2 separate regions of the Urocitellus parryii genome follow, and region 1 is linked to region 2. Evidence: chromatin contacts called from public Hi-C data. All regions are on one chromosome and are shown on one strand. The core of a region is the stretch at or near the end of the contact, and the rest is flanking DNA. Distances in the headings are between cores, read along the strand shown.

Evidence for each region. A called contact is a pair of places that touch in the nucleus more often than the background predicts.
Region 1: a contact with region 2 is called in a Hi-C map of muscle, with 3 times the contacts expected there. The contact joins the promoter of Cfap298 here to the promoter of Urb1 in region 2. A contact is called at or near these places in 2 of 2 Hi-C or Micro-C datasets (liver and muscle).

The regions. Positions count from the first base shown.
Region 1 is chr2:215,434,772-215,441,142 of mUroPar1.hap1, reverse strand. Cfap298 (cilia and flagella associated protein 298) reads left to right here and starts at 3,593. Exons shown (of 7, transcript XM_026393543.2): 1 at 3,593-4,022; 2 at 6,123-6,290. The coding sequence starts at 3,884. LOC144253261 (a long non-coding RNA gene) reads right to left here and starts at 2,318. Exons shown (of 3, transcript XR_013343248.1): 1 at 2,214-2,318; 2 at 1,991-2,052.
Region 2 is chr2:215,297,597-215,303,621 of mUroPar1.hap1, reverse strand. It overlaps Urb1 (URB1 ribosome biogenesis factor), which reads left to right and starts at 4,049. Exons shown (of 39, transcript XM_026393567.2): 1 at 4,049-4,258. The coding sequence starts at 4,117.

The DNA.
Region 1 (6,371 bases), core at 2,344-4,843, 140 kb before region 2:
AATATTAAAAAAATTTTTTTTCCTCTTGACCCAGATAGGTTTTCTTTCTGGGATTAGGGAGTAATCTGATAATCTTACTCCAGGGCCCCTTTATTTGGTGTTTGTTGCTAAAATTGCTCCTTGGTAGCCTTGAACTTGGCTTCAAAACACCTTCCTTGTGGGCACTGTGATAGGCTGCTTTGCCTACATTATTTAAAAAGAGGTCCCAATTATATAGTGAACTTCTGCTTTAGTGGAGGACTAACTTCCTAAATTAAGGTATTTTTCCCTTCCTTGCTGAATGTGGTGGCTCATACCTGAAAATACCAGTGACTAGGGAGGATGAGGCAGGAAGTTTGCAAGTTTGAGGACAGCCTCAGCAATTTTTCAAGGCCCCAAGCAATTTAGTGAGACCCTGTCTCAAAATAAAAAAGGGGTAGGGATATAGCTCAGAGATAAAGTGTCCCTGGTTTTACTCTCTATTCCTAAAGAAAAGAAAAACACTGTCTCCAGATCCTAGAAACTCCTGTTCATCGTGGCTATTTGCTGCTCCTTCATTCTTTCTCCTCTGGGGCTGGCTTTTCTGTGAATCATTGCTGTCAAAATCAAAACTACATGCAAAACAGCCCTTTGCTTCTGAGCCCCTCCCCCAAGTCTTCTGTGGTCATCCGCAATTCTGTGGAGGTATGAGACAAAATCTTCAGATTTTCCCCATTGGGCCTCTTATTTTCTTTTCCTCTCTAGTGCTTGGGATTGAGCCCAGGGACCTCTACCACTGAGCTATGTCCATAGGATCTCACTCATTAAGTTGCTAAGGCTGGCCTAGAACTTAATCCTACCTCAGCCCTCAAATTGCTGAGTTCATGGAAGTGTGCCATAGTGCCCAGCTCCCATCAGTCTTCTAGCAACTCTAACCCACTCACTCATTCTATTATTGACAAAGGATAGCTCATTAAGTGCCATTGGTGATGTAACTTTATATTACTTTATTGTGTGCTGGTGATAAGATGAAACAGAAGTAACCAAGATAATGATAAACTTTTAAGAAAAAATTTTAGCTTAGTTTTAAAGAACTTAGAACTTAAATATGTATTTCAGGTTGAGTATCCTTTGATATGTTGCACAGGTAGTTATATTTTTTAACATCCTTCCTGTTGTGAAAATGAGTTGTGGATCTGAGGAACAAAATGTCCTGTTAATTAGAGTCTAAATGTGGCACACAATGTCAGCAATGCCTATTTAAGAAATAATGTTCTGGTTATGTGAGTTTATATCAAGTGAAAAGGCTACTTGGTTTAAATTAAAATTATGGATCTTAAAAAAAATAAGTCAAAATGCCAATGCATTAATGTCAGAGAAACGTGTCTGATCAAGGATTAACAAAAGTCAGAAATGGGAACTCATACATTGTTGGTGAGAGGTTAAATTGGTCCATCAACTCTAGGGATTTAAGAATGTCAGGTGAAATTTATATCCCCTATTAACAAGAAATTTGACTTTTTGAGAAATCGGTACTGAGGAGCATGAGCTTCATCGTTTGTAATGGTGAAACTAGAAACAAACTAAACAACAACAGGGAATGGAATGGCATATTCCTATAGTGAAATAATACACAGCAGTGAAAATAAGTGAATGAAAATAACCCTCACTGTGGAGCAATAAAGCAAATTACAGGATAATACCATAAGACATCACTATGTAAAACTTAGAATAGCAGTTTACCTCTGGGGAGAGGGGAAGAAGGCAATAGGATTAGAGAAGGGTATAAAGCAACTGTCTAAGCTCTGGACTTTTCCTAAAAAGTTATTAACCATGTAAAAATTGCCTTTTTCTTCCTCACTGCCTGATATCCAGCAGCCATTATGAATGACCTATAAATTATCCAGACCAGAAAGTTCATCACTGATGAACTTATGATGGTCTGTAGCCCCCTCCATCGTGGGCTACGGAACCAGGGTGACTCGGGTGAATTGAAGCTAGCACAAACAGATCACACTGACACAGAAAGTACCTTTTTTCTTAGGGCGTTTCAGAAGGCTTCTCCACATCTAGCTGAAAAACACAGGAGGGAGGCTGGCAAGAGAGGGAGAGGGCATGTCCTGAAGCCTATTTATTGAGTGGAGTCCTTCAATACAACATTCCACCCAAAAAAGGTAAGGGGTAGTATTACAAAGGAACAAGAAGGCTGCCCACTCCCAAAGCCTTACTCCCTTGCCATTCCAGATGGGATCCACCTGTTTCTATGCTCTGGGAAACCAGTCTCCACATTTCCATCATTCAAGGCTAAGGGTTTTCGGCTCCTTATGTGGCAGTTCTCAACAATGGTCAAAGGATACCTTTGCCCTAAAAATGAACAGTACCTAAATACACAGAAAACTAATCACAAAGCACAAGGCCACAGCAAATGTCATCTTTTTTTTTTTTTCTTTGAATATTTGAACCCACTTGGCTAACAGGACTTCATCCTATTGCAGTCTGATCTCTGGGTGTTCAGAGAAGCAGACATGAATTAATCTTGCCACAGCCTAAGCGCTTAAAAGTGTCAGTGGCTCAGATCCCTCAGTTTATGTTGTTTTGAAGTCAGGTAACTGAGGTCAGTTATTCACGTATGGGGGACCTAAAGTTTGAGGTAACATGCTTCAGAAGGGGGAATTCATTCCAAATTCTCGCATTTGGGATCTGAAACCGCTCTTAAAAACCTCAAAACAAGGGCTGGGAATGTGGCTCAAGCGGTAGCGCACTCGCCTGGTAGGCGTGAGGCCCGGGTTCGATCCTCAGCACCACATACAAAGAAAGATGTTGTGTCCGCAGAAAACTAAAATAAATAGATAAATATTAAAAAAAAACCCTCAAAACAAAAACCACAAACTCCAAAACGTAGCAAACTACAGGTTTTGCATCATTACAAAGCCACATAGCAAGTGCATCCCGTTTAGACTTCTTTATACCTCTATTTTAATTTGCCTTGCGCTTTCATTTTTGTTTTCCTAGTCGTCGCACTAAATCTCCATGAGAGCCAAGACTCTGGATCCTCAGCTGTGTCGTAGGGCGCCAGGAAGAAACAGTGAGTACGCTGCTTGCCCTTCTGGTTAAGATGTGTTGGTCGACACCTAACTGGATATTTTTGGGAGGACTGCTCTGCAACAACCTTGTGGGCTACCGTAGACACATAAATCCGAATCAGCCTGCACAAATAAGTGCTGGCACTCGCCCACGTCCCCCGGAGCCTCGAAACCGGATCTACACAGACAGCTGGAAGCAAAGACTTAGAGCTCTACTCCAAACTTCCCCAGACCGGAAGCAGCGTGAGTCGTTTCCGGAAGTAAAGACTGCCAACGGCGGAAAAGACTGGGATTTGGGGCGACTATGGGGAAAGTGTTGCTAAACCTGGCCCCTCTGGTGCCCATCAGCCCACCCATTCCCGACCTAGCACCCCCTGCCTCGGCCCGCCCATTTCCCTGGGTGGAATCTTGGGCCCCTAGAGAATCGGCTGGCGGTCCGCCCTCCCCTCCAGCGACTTAGTCTGAGTTGCTGGAGCAACGTCCACTTCCGGGGTCGGTTCGCTCGAATTCCGCTCCCCCCTGCGGCCTGGGTCGGCGGCCCTTGCGTTCCGTGTGGTTTGTTGCTCAGGCAGCAGCTGCGCACGGAAGCGGATTGTCGGGTGTCCGGCACCCGGGTTTTCCTACACCGCTGACTTAGGGCTGGTTCGGACCGTGGTTGCTGCTGGCAACGTACACTTCCGGGAGCGAGTGCCGGCCCCAGCCCGTCGGACGCCCGAACCCGGGGTTCCAACCTCCACAGCGGTTAGGTCGCCGCTGCTCGCCGCAGGGGAAGACCTCGATCCAGCCTGCAGGTCGCCTGTCGCGGTCCTTTTCGTCCCCTCGGCGGGGCCTCCAGGGCCGCCATGGTTCTACTGCACGTGAAACGAGGCGACGAGAGCCAGTTCCTCCTGCAGGCGCCGGGAAGCGCGGAGCTGGAGGAGCTCACGGCGCAGGTGGCCCGGGTCTACAACGGGCGGCTCAAGGTGCAGCGTCTCTGCTCAGGTGCGGCCGGCGGGGCCGTGTGCGGGGACGGCAGAACCCGGGGCGGGCGCGGGCCGGGCGGGTGAGGACTGGGCGCCCTGGGATGGAAGGTGGGCTCCGGCGGGCCTCGGGGCGAGGAGCCAAGTCTGTGGGACACCGGGGCGAACCAAGGATCAACAACAACGAAAATACGAAGAACGTAGAGCGGGTCTGACACCACCGGCTCCGAGGGGCAGTGGATGAGGCCCTGGGTCCCACGTCCCAAGCCGGGATTCGGGGTGCTATGAATCAGTGGGGATAAAAGGGAGCCAGACCGGGCTGAAGAACAGGTGTGAGGGTGGAATGGTACCCGCTTGGGTTTACACACGGTGCTTGCCCTGTTTTGAGACCCTCGAGGTAAAGCAGTGTCTGCCTTGGGACGTCCTTGAGAGGGGAGAAGCTGTGAGCAAGTGCTTCCCGTCTCCTTGGAAGCAAGCGAGGTTCCCCTGTGCAGTGTGTGGTCACCCCCCTCCACTCTGGAGCACCAGTGACCAAGAGAAGGGAAGTGCCCCCATTTTTTATGGTGTCTCATCCGCATGCACGAGCTACTGGTGGATGTTGAACACTTGAAACATGGCTGATGCTACCAAGGAACTGAATTTTTAATTTTTCTCATTTTAATTAATTTTTAAAAGGCACATTTGTATGGTAGCTTCTACATTTAAGAGCACAGCTTAGACCTTAACGTGATTCTCTGGTATTATTATAATTATTATCATCATTATTGAATGTGTATGTAACTGTATATACATATAGGACAACTATGTAAAATTAATAAACTTGTGATCTAGTAATATCTAACTATATAAAATAGGTTATATGATTTATTAAAATACATAAATGTGTGATTTTTGCACCATTGGGAATTTTTTTGTGGAAGCATTTTTTTTATTGGTTGCTCAAAACATTACAATGATTTTGACATATCATATTTCATACATTTGATTCAAGTGGGATATGAATGCTTATTTTTACCACTTGTACAGATTGCAGGATCACATTGGTTATACATCCACATTTGTACATACTGCCATATTAGTGTCTGTTCATGTTTTTAGGAGCATGTTAGTTTCTGAATTAAACATGTGCTTCCAAAATAGGCTCAACATTATATTATTTTTAAATTAAAGCATATGAGAAGAAAAGGAACTCAATATATAAACTGAAAATGTGGTGCCGAATGTAAAAGTCATGTTGGTGTACTTAGAATCCAGTTGCCAGTGTCACCTGTGACTCCGCAGGCATCAGTGTTCTGCCTTAGGAAGAGGAGATTGACTAAAGAGATTGTCCCCCAGTTGCTGAGAATCTAGAAGGGGGAAAATAAAATTCAGTTACACCATTCATTCCATAGTATTATATCCTTACAGGTCACATGATATCTTGACAATCTTGTGGGAACACCTAGTTCCACTTACCTTCTTCACAGAAAGAGAGGAAGGGAAGGAGGAGAGAGGAAAAAAGCCAGGCAGTTTTACAAATTAATATGTAGACTGGTTGTGGGGTGAATGTATATGGATTAGGAAGAATATAAAGCTATGCATTTGGATAATGAACATAATAACTAAAACACCGAGGCCCATGTCTCTTATTTTCGAGAGGTGTAGTAAGCTGCTTTAAATCCTCTCCACTGATTTATTTAAATTATCTATGAAGCAATACAAGCCAGCCTCAGATGATAGAGCTGTAAGCCAAGGAAGACTGGAGGTCGATAACTGTCTTGCCTGCCTCACAAGGTCACACTTATGAGATCATCTGTGGGGACCCTTTGGGAAGATGGTAAAGCCCCAAATGCCTATGGAGGTTTTCCCTGACTTGAGTTCCAGGCAGCACAGCATGGGGCAAAGGTTTAGCACACAGAATCTGCAGCCAACTGCCTGGGACTGGGGGTGAGTGCTTGAGCTCTCTCTGTTTCCGTTGACTGAGCATGAATCAGTGACTTTGTCAAGGATCAGGGAGGGACAGGACTGGCACATAGTAAGTGGGCCAGATGGACTAGCTCTCTGACCTTCCATTTTTGTGTGGTTTGAAATGTTGTAGTGATGATTATGATATATATTGTCTTAACATTCCCTTCTCTTTAAGAAATGGAAGAATTAGCAGAACATGGCATATTTCTCCCTCCCAATATGCAAGGACTGACAGATGAGCAGATTGAAGAACTGAAATTAAAAGATGAATGGGGCGAAAAATGTATTCCCAGTGGAGGTTCAGTATTTAAAAAGGATGACATCGGACGAAGGAATGGACAAGGTAATTGGCCATTTCTGTATGCAGGCCTGAAATACCAGTGTATGAAAGCAGTCATTGAAGTTAAAAACAAAACTATTCATT
Region 2 (6,025 bases), core at 2,800-5,299:
AATTCAGGCAGATTGATGTCAACCTTCAGAAGCTCGTTTTCTTCTTTGTCCATGACCTACCTGCCTTCTCATTCCCTCCTCTCCCCACATTTAAAGCCACAGTGATAAGCCAGGTGCAGTGGTGCTTGCCTGTGATCCCAGTTACTTGGGAGACTAAGGCAGGAAGATCACAAGTTTGAGGCCAGCTCATCAAGACCCTAGCAACTTACCAACTTAGACCCTCTCTCAAAATAAAATTTAAAGGACTAGGAATGTGATTCAGTGGTAAAGCACCACTGAGTTTAATCCCTAGTCTAAATGAATGAATGAATGAATGAATAAAACCACACACACTAACTAAAACACAGTACTAAACATTCATTTGGGGGGTTGTGATCTCCAAGAGTCCTTTTTTAAAATGTAAAAAGTAATTTTGCTTGCATCCAGAGATAATAAAAAAAAGTGTAAAAGTATTTTTGAATAGGCTTCAAACTGTTACTCTTCCCCAACACCTTATGGTGAATTTATCAAGTTTCCTTATTTTCTGATGACTACCTGAGAACACTTTTACCAGGGAACAGGTGATGGAGTATAGGGAAGGAAGACAGGACCTAGCATAGGGATCCAGGAAGTCCTGAGAGAGACAGCTCCCTTATTGCTATTTTATTTCATATTGAAGAAGGGAATATTTTTGACTCTTTTTATTTTATTTTATTTGTGGTGCTGGGGTTTGAACCCAGGGCTTTGTGCATGCAAGGCAAGCACTCTACCAACTGAGCTATATCCCCAGCCTTACTCTTAATTGATTCAGTGAAGGAAAAAGATAGACAATGCTTCTGCTTTTTTCTATTTTTCACTATAATTTTAGAAGGAAGCCCTTAATAATCTAATCATAGTTACACTAATGTAATGTGTCCATTGCTCAAGTCACTCATTTATTGCATGGCCTTGTGACAGTTATGTCATCTTGGATTCTTGGTTAACTTATTTATTTGCATGGAATGTATTAGGTATGTCATAGCCTCAGTGATATAATATACAATAAGTCCTTTATGATATAAATAAAAATATATGATATAATATATAATAAGTCCTTGGTGGGTAAATACTGAGTTACACTTTCTGGAGTATATTATGATTAGCTATATAAAGCAATGTACATAGCAGATGTTGGCAGATATTGGTACTTTGTTGACCTAAATTTGGGAGAATAAGATGCTTATTTCTCTTTTCCAGCCTGTGGATGTTGTGTTCTTCACTGGGATTTATAGCAACTGCCTTTGAAACAATACATTATATTTCTTTTTGCTAAACAAGCAGATAATTAAACCGTCTTGATTTCAGAAAATGTTACACTAAAACATTTATCAGTAATGAGATTAGAATTTGTACCAGAATAGAGAAATGAATTCCATGCTTTTGCTCTCTAAAATGTGATTGTATTAATAAGCTTTGATCCAAATTAAATAATGCAGGATAAAACTACAAAAATAACTTCATCTAGTGAATGAAAACTCTCTTATTCTGAGGATTTATGATTAACACAGTATATTATGAACTTTATGTAGATTTTCATTGAACTTCTTCTTTTGCTCCTTTCCAGAACTTAAATTTAACCTTGTCAGATTGAAATGGGTAAGAAATGAACACACACACTTAACAGGTGTAAATGAGAAGGAAGGTCTCTGGAGATGATCTTCACTAGTGGCTAATAAAGGTTGGTCACTTCCTTTCCTAATTCACCATAGTCCTGGGGTCAGTTTAAAAGCTTCCAGACTCAAACCTGCATTGTGAGCCTTTTGACAGCATTCCAATAAATCAACCTGCTATTTTAGAATCGACTGACATTAACCTAGCTCAAGACTTAGGTCTATGCATTCATTCACATTCATATCTATATAGACATTTATTTATTCAACAGTTATTGAACCCTATGATGTGCCCTATGATGTGCATTTTATATAGTGGGAATGGAGCCTTGACCTTTGTTTTGTGCCATTAGACACATTAGTGCATATTTTGGTGAAGGAGTTTGATAAAGAATATTCCACATCACCAATAGGTGAAAAGGGAAGCAAAGGAAAATAAAAAATAAGAGAATAGACAGAGGGGTGAACAAGAAGAGCCCATATGAAGTGAGACACTTGAGGTTTGTCCAAAGAGTTTCAGAGAGAATGTTCCTGAGGAGGATGCCAGCTTAGAAGGTCCTAGGAGCTGTAATGCTCAATGTTCAACAGGCCAGAACAGACTTGAGGACAAACAATGCAGGGATTTTGTATGGGAAGCTAAATCACTATCTGAAGGTTGGTTGATGAAGTCTGTATCTGAACAAGGGGTTAGTGACCTGGCACCAGTGACTTAGGGTATTGGCCTGAGTCAGTTGAGCATCCATCTATACTTCTGATCCATTACCTGACATCAGGTATGTCTCTGGCAAAGGATGGGATAGGCACTGCCAACTTCCATTTCTTTAATTTGGTGCTAGATGAATCCTGGTTCCACTTAGGAACTGGAAAATCCTGGCAAGTTCCGTACTCTATCTAATTCTTTGTAAAGCAAACCAGCCCCAGAGATAGTAATTTGCCCCAGGCCCACAGAGATGGAAACTGAATTCAGCTTTTGCCTGTGTCCTGAGCCTTCCTGCTGCCTCTTTGGGTGGGCTCACACTGGCAGAAAACAAATTTTGTGGCAGCCAATTAACCAGAGAGGAGGACTAGTGTGACCATTAGTTAGAAGTCTGTCTTTATTAGTAAGTGTTGCCCTTTATAGTCTGAACTTGGAACATTTCTCAATATCGCTACATTTTTTTTTTTTTCAAATGCGCTGGGGTGTCTCCTTCTGTCTGACTTCCCCCGTATGACATTGGCACTTCCACAGGTGCATTTCCTAGTCTTCCTAGGCCCAGGGTCAGAGGCAATACCATGTGTTTTTTCTCTAGCAGGTCACAAACAGCCACATCCTCAGGAGCTTACAACACACTTGCTTACAAAAAACAAGATGGTATTTTTTCACACTGGAAGACAGGACAGAGAATTCCAGGAATTACTGTCCTAATAATTATGATTTATTTAGATAGTACCCAAGTTTTGATGAGGTTGTGTTATACAAAATACACTTGCCAATTTTTACTTATGCATTTTCCTTTATTTCAGCATATTTAATGCAGTACACAAGTCAATAACGGTTTGCAAAAACACACTTTATTCCTGTCAAAGCAGTTTTACAAACATTGCATCATTTGCTGTGCAGGCAGGACTGGGTATGGCTGGCTTTACTATCTTCATTTGAATGAGGGAAACTTAGATGCTGCCCACCGAAGGTTTTCACAGAAGTTACTTCATTTGATCCTCCCCGTGCATCTTACACAGCCGAAAGAGCGCGCACACTCCCATCTGTCTGGGCGAGAGTGGGGTGGAGGTTAATCAAGGCGACTTCCTGCTAGACGAGCCTGTCTGGTTCTGGTGGGGACAGACGATGGGGTCGGAGTTAGGGGCACATCCCTGGGCCCTGGTTCCCGAGGAAGGATTTCCCAGCAGCAAGCCCGCCTGGCATCTAACCCGGGAAAATCCACCCTGGCCAACCCGCGGGACCCCCAACAGGCAAAGTATAGAATCCCAGTGCGCGCGAGGCAAGTGCTTTAAGCGACATCTTTAGGGCGCCCTCAAGTCAAGAGCTGAACTCGTGCTGCTGGGACGCGCGGGGGCAGGTGTCGCAGCGGTCCCGAAGGACCTGGGAGGTCTTTCTGTTAGGCAACTGGAGAGCGCCGCCCGGGGCCAAGGGAGGGCCCCAGTAGGCCCTAACCCGCCGCAGCAGGGCGGGGTGTCGTGGCCTGCGGGCCCGCCTCCAGCCCCAAGCCAGCCCACTGCGACCTCAGGTACCAGTGAAACCCGGGCTCTGGCTAACGGCTTGCCCGGCCCCTTAGCGAGCCCCGCCCCTCAGCAAGCCCCTCCCACCGACCCGGCTCTTCCCCCCCCCACGCCCCTTCCGCTGATCTCCCATTCCAGGCCCCGCCTCTTCCGCTAGCCCCGCCCCGTCCCTCTCACGTGTGGGTTCGGGAGCGTGTCTGTTTTCTGCGGGAGTCCTCTCGCCTGCAGGCCTGCGGTGCGTGGTTTCCGTCGCACCGGTACCGTCTCGGCCATGGGGGTCTCCAAGAGGAAGGCCTCAGGCGGCCAGGGCGGTGCAGCTTCCGCTGCGGGAGCAGCCAAGCGGGCCCGCACTGAAGAGCTCACGGGCGTGCAGTTCAAGACTCAGCTGAGGGATCCGCAGGGCGCGGGGCCGGGTGAGTGCCGGGCGGCAGGCCCCGGGCAGCGAGCGCGTGCTTGCGAGGTGGCCTTCCTGCCACTGTCTAGACACGGCCAGACACAGCCTGCCGTTTCTGCGGGCCCCTGAGGGTCAGAGCCAAGCTTCTGGTTTTTGAGGGACACTGAGACTCCTGTGACTGTGCGTCCAGGGTCCCCGGCGGGCCAGAGCAGCTCCAGGACTGAGTGCTGCATTTCATGGCCCTGGGCTGTCAGCGACAACAATGGCGCTGCCTCACTTGGTTTTGACAGTTTCATGCTGTTGCTCATTTCCCTTGCCTGGGCACAACCATCAGCCGACTCTAAAATCTCCTTGTTGCAATTATCAGGAAAGTAAATCAAGCATCCTCATTCACACACAGAAAATGTTTATAGGGTTTCTACTTGATTCAGGCCAGTTCAGTAAGACAGTTTGGTATTTCCTTGGGCCATTAGCACCATTTTCAATGGCTGTGATCCTTCAACACTTAGGATGACCTGATAACACATGTGCAAGCTATGAGAAACCACCACAACTACTTGTCAGTTGCCAGGATTGGGCCAGTGACTGAGATGGAGCACATTCTGTAACTTAATCTTACTGTTTGTAAAGTGTAACCACAGTTAACAACTACTTGCAATTCTTTAGAAAGTATAGAGGTTAGGAAGAAAGAAACACAATTGAATGTGTTGCCAAGTGGAAACAGTGGCGTATTTCTTCCACATTAAAGAAATTACTAAATCTATGGTCAGCATATCCTCAACTTCTAATTTTTCTCCTATGGATTCTGTTTTTAAACTTTTGATGCCTGCCAGGAACACATACTAATACATTTCACTCATTTAGCCTTTCAGTTTTTATTAGGGTCTAGTGTTTGTTAGGGTTGAGATAAAATGGTGGTGAATAAAAATCTGCCATAGGCCTTGCCATTGTGGGTCTTACAGTCAAGTGAGAAAGCAGATAATCAATAAAATCACATATATATATAATTCCAAAGGAGCCATGCATGGTGTCTGAGGGTACCTAACGGCCTTGGAGAACTAATTTGTAAGATGGAAGAAGATTCCTCCAAGGACATGGCTTTTCAAAAGGGCTACAGAAGGGGACAGAAACAAGAGCCCTTCTGGAACAAGATATGTTTAGCTACTATATCCATATTTTATTGTCTGGCTCAGAGAGTACCATGTCATTCATGAGCTGCATCAGTTGAGCAGGTGTCAGAAAACAACTGGATTGACAGGTGATGGTTGTAAAGGAAGTAGTTGAAAGATACTGCAAAGCTGAAAATCAGTGGGTGAAAGCATGAATCCCCTGTGCAAAACTGCTTTAGATTTATGTTTGAATCTAGTCTCTTCCTTTGATTCTCTCCTCCCCTTTTTGATATGCTTTCAGCTTCCTCTGAGAGAATTTGTGGAAGATCAGGGAAGTAGAATTGATGGATGCATATTGGAGGATTTTCTTTCCATATAGGCTTGAGGGACAATTTCTATTTATACTTCTTTCGCATGGTACAGAAAAAGCTGCAGGTGATTGGTAAAGGGTGCTCAGTGGATCATCAGGGATGATCCTAGATCAAGAAGGGTTCTGCTTCAAGCCAGTTCCTTGGAAAGTTTGTGCCCCATATTTCACTGCTGATAGAAAAGATCATATTGAAATATGAGTACACAAAAGATTAAACTTTGGAGCTCTCTAGCCTCACATTGCTTCTGTGTTCTCTGTACATTAAAGATAGTTCTGATGATTTGGATGTTCCTAGCCGAACCCTCCT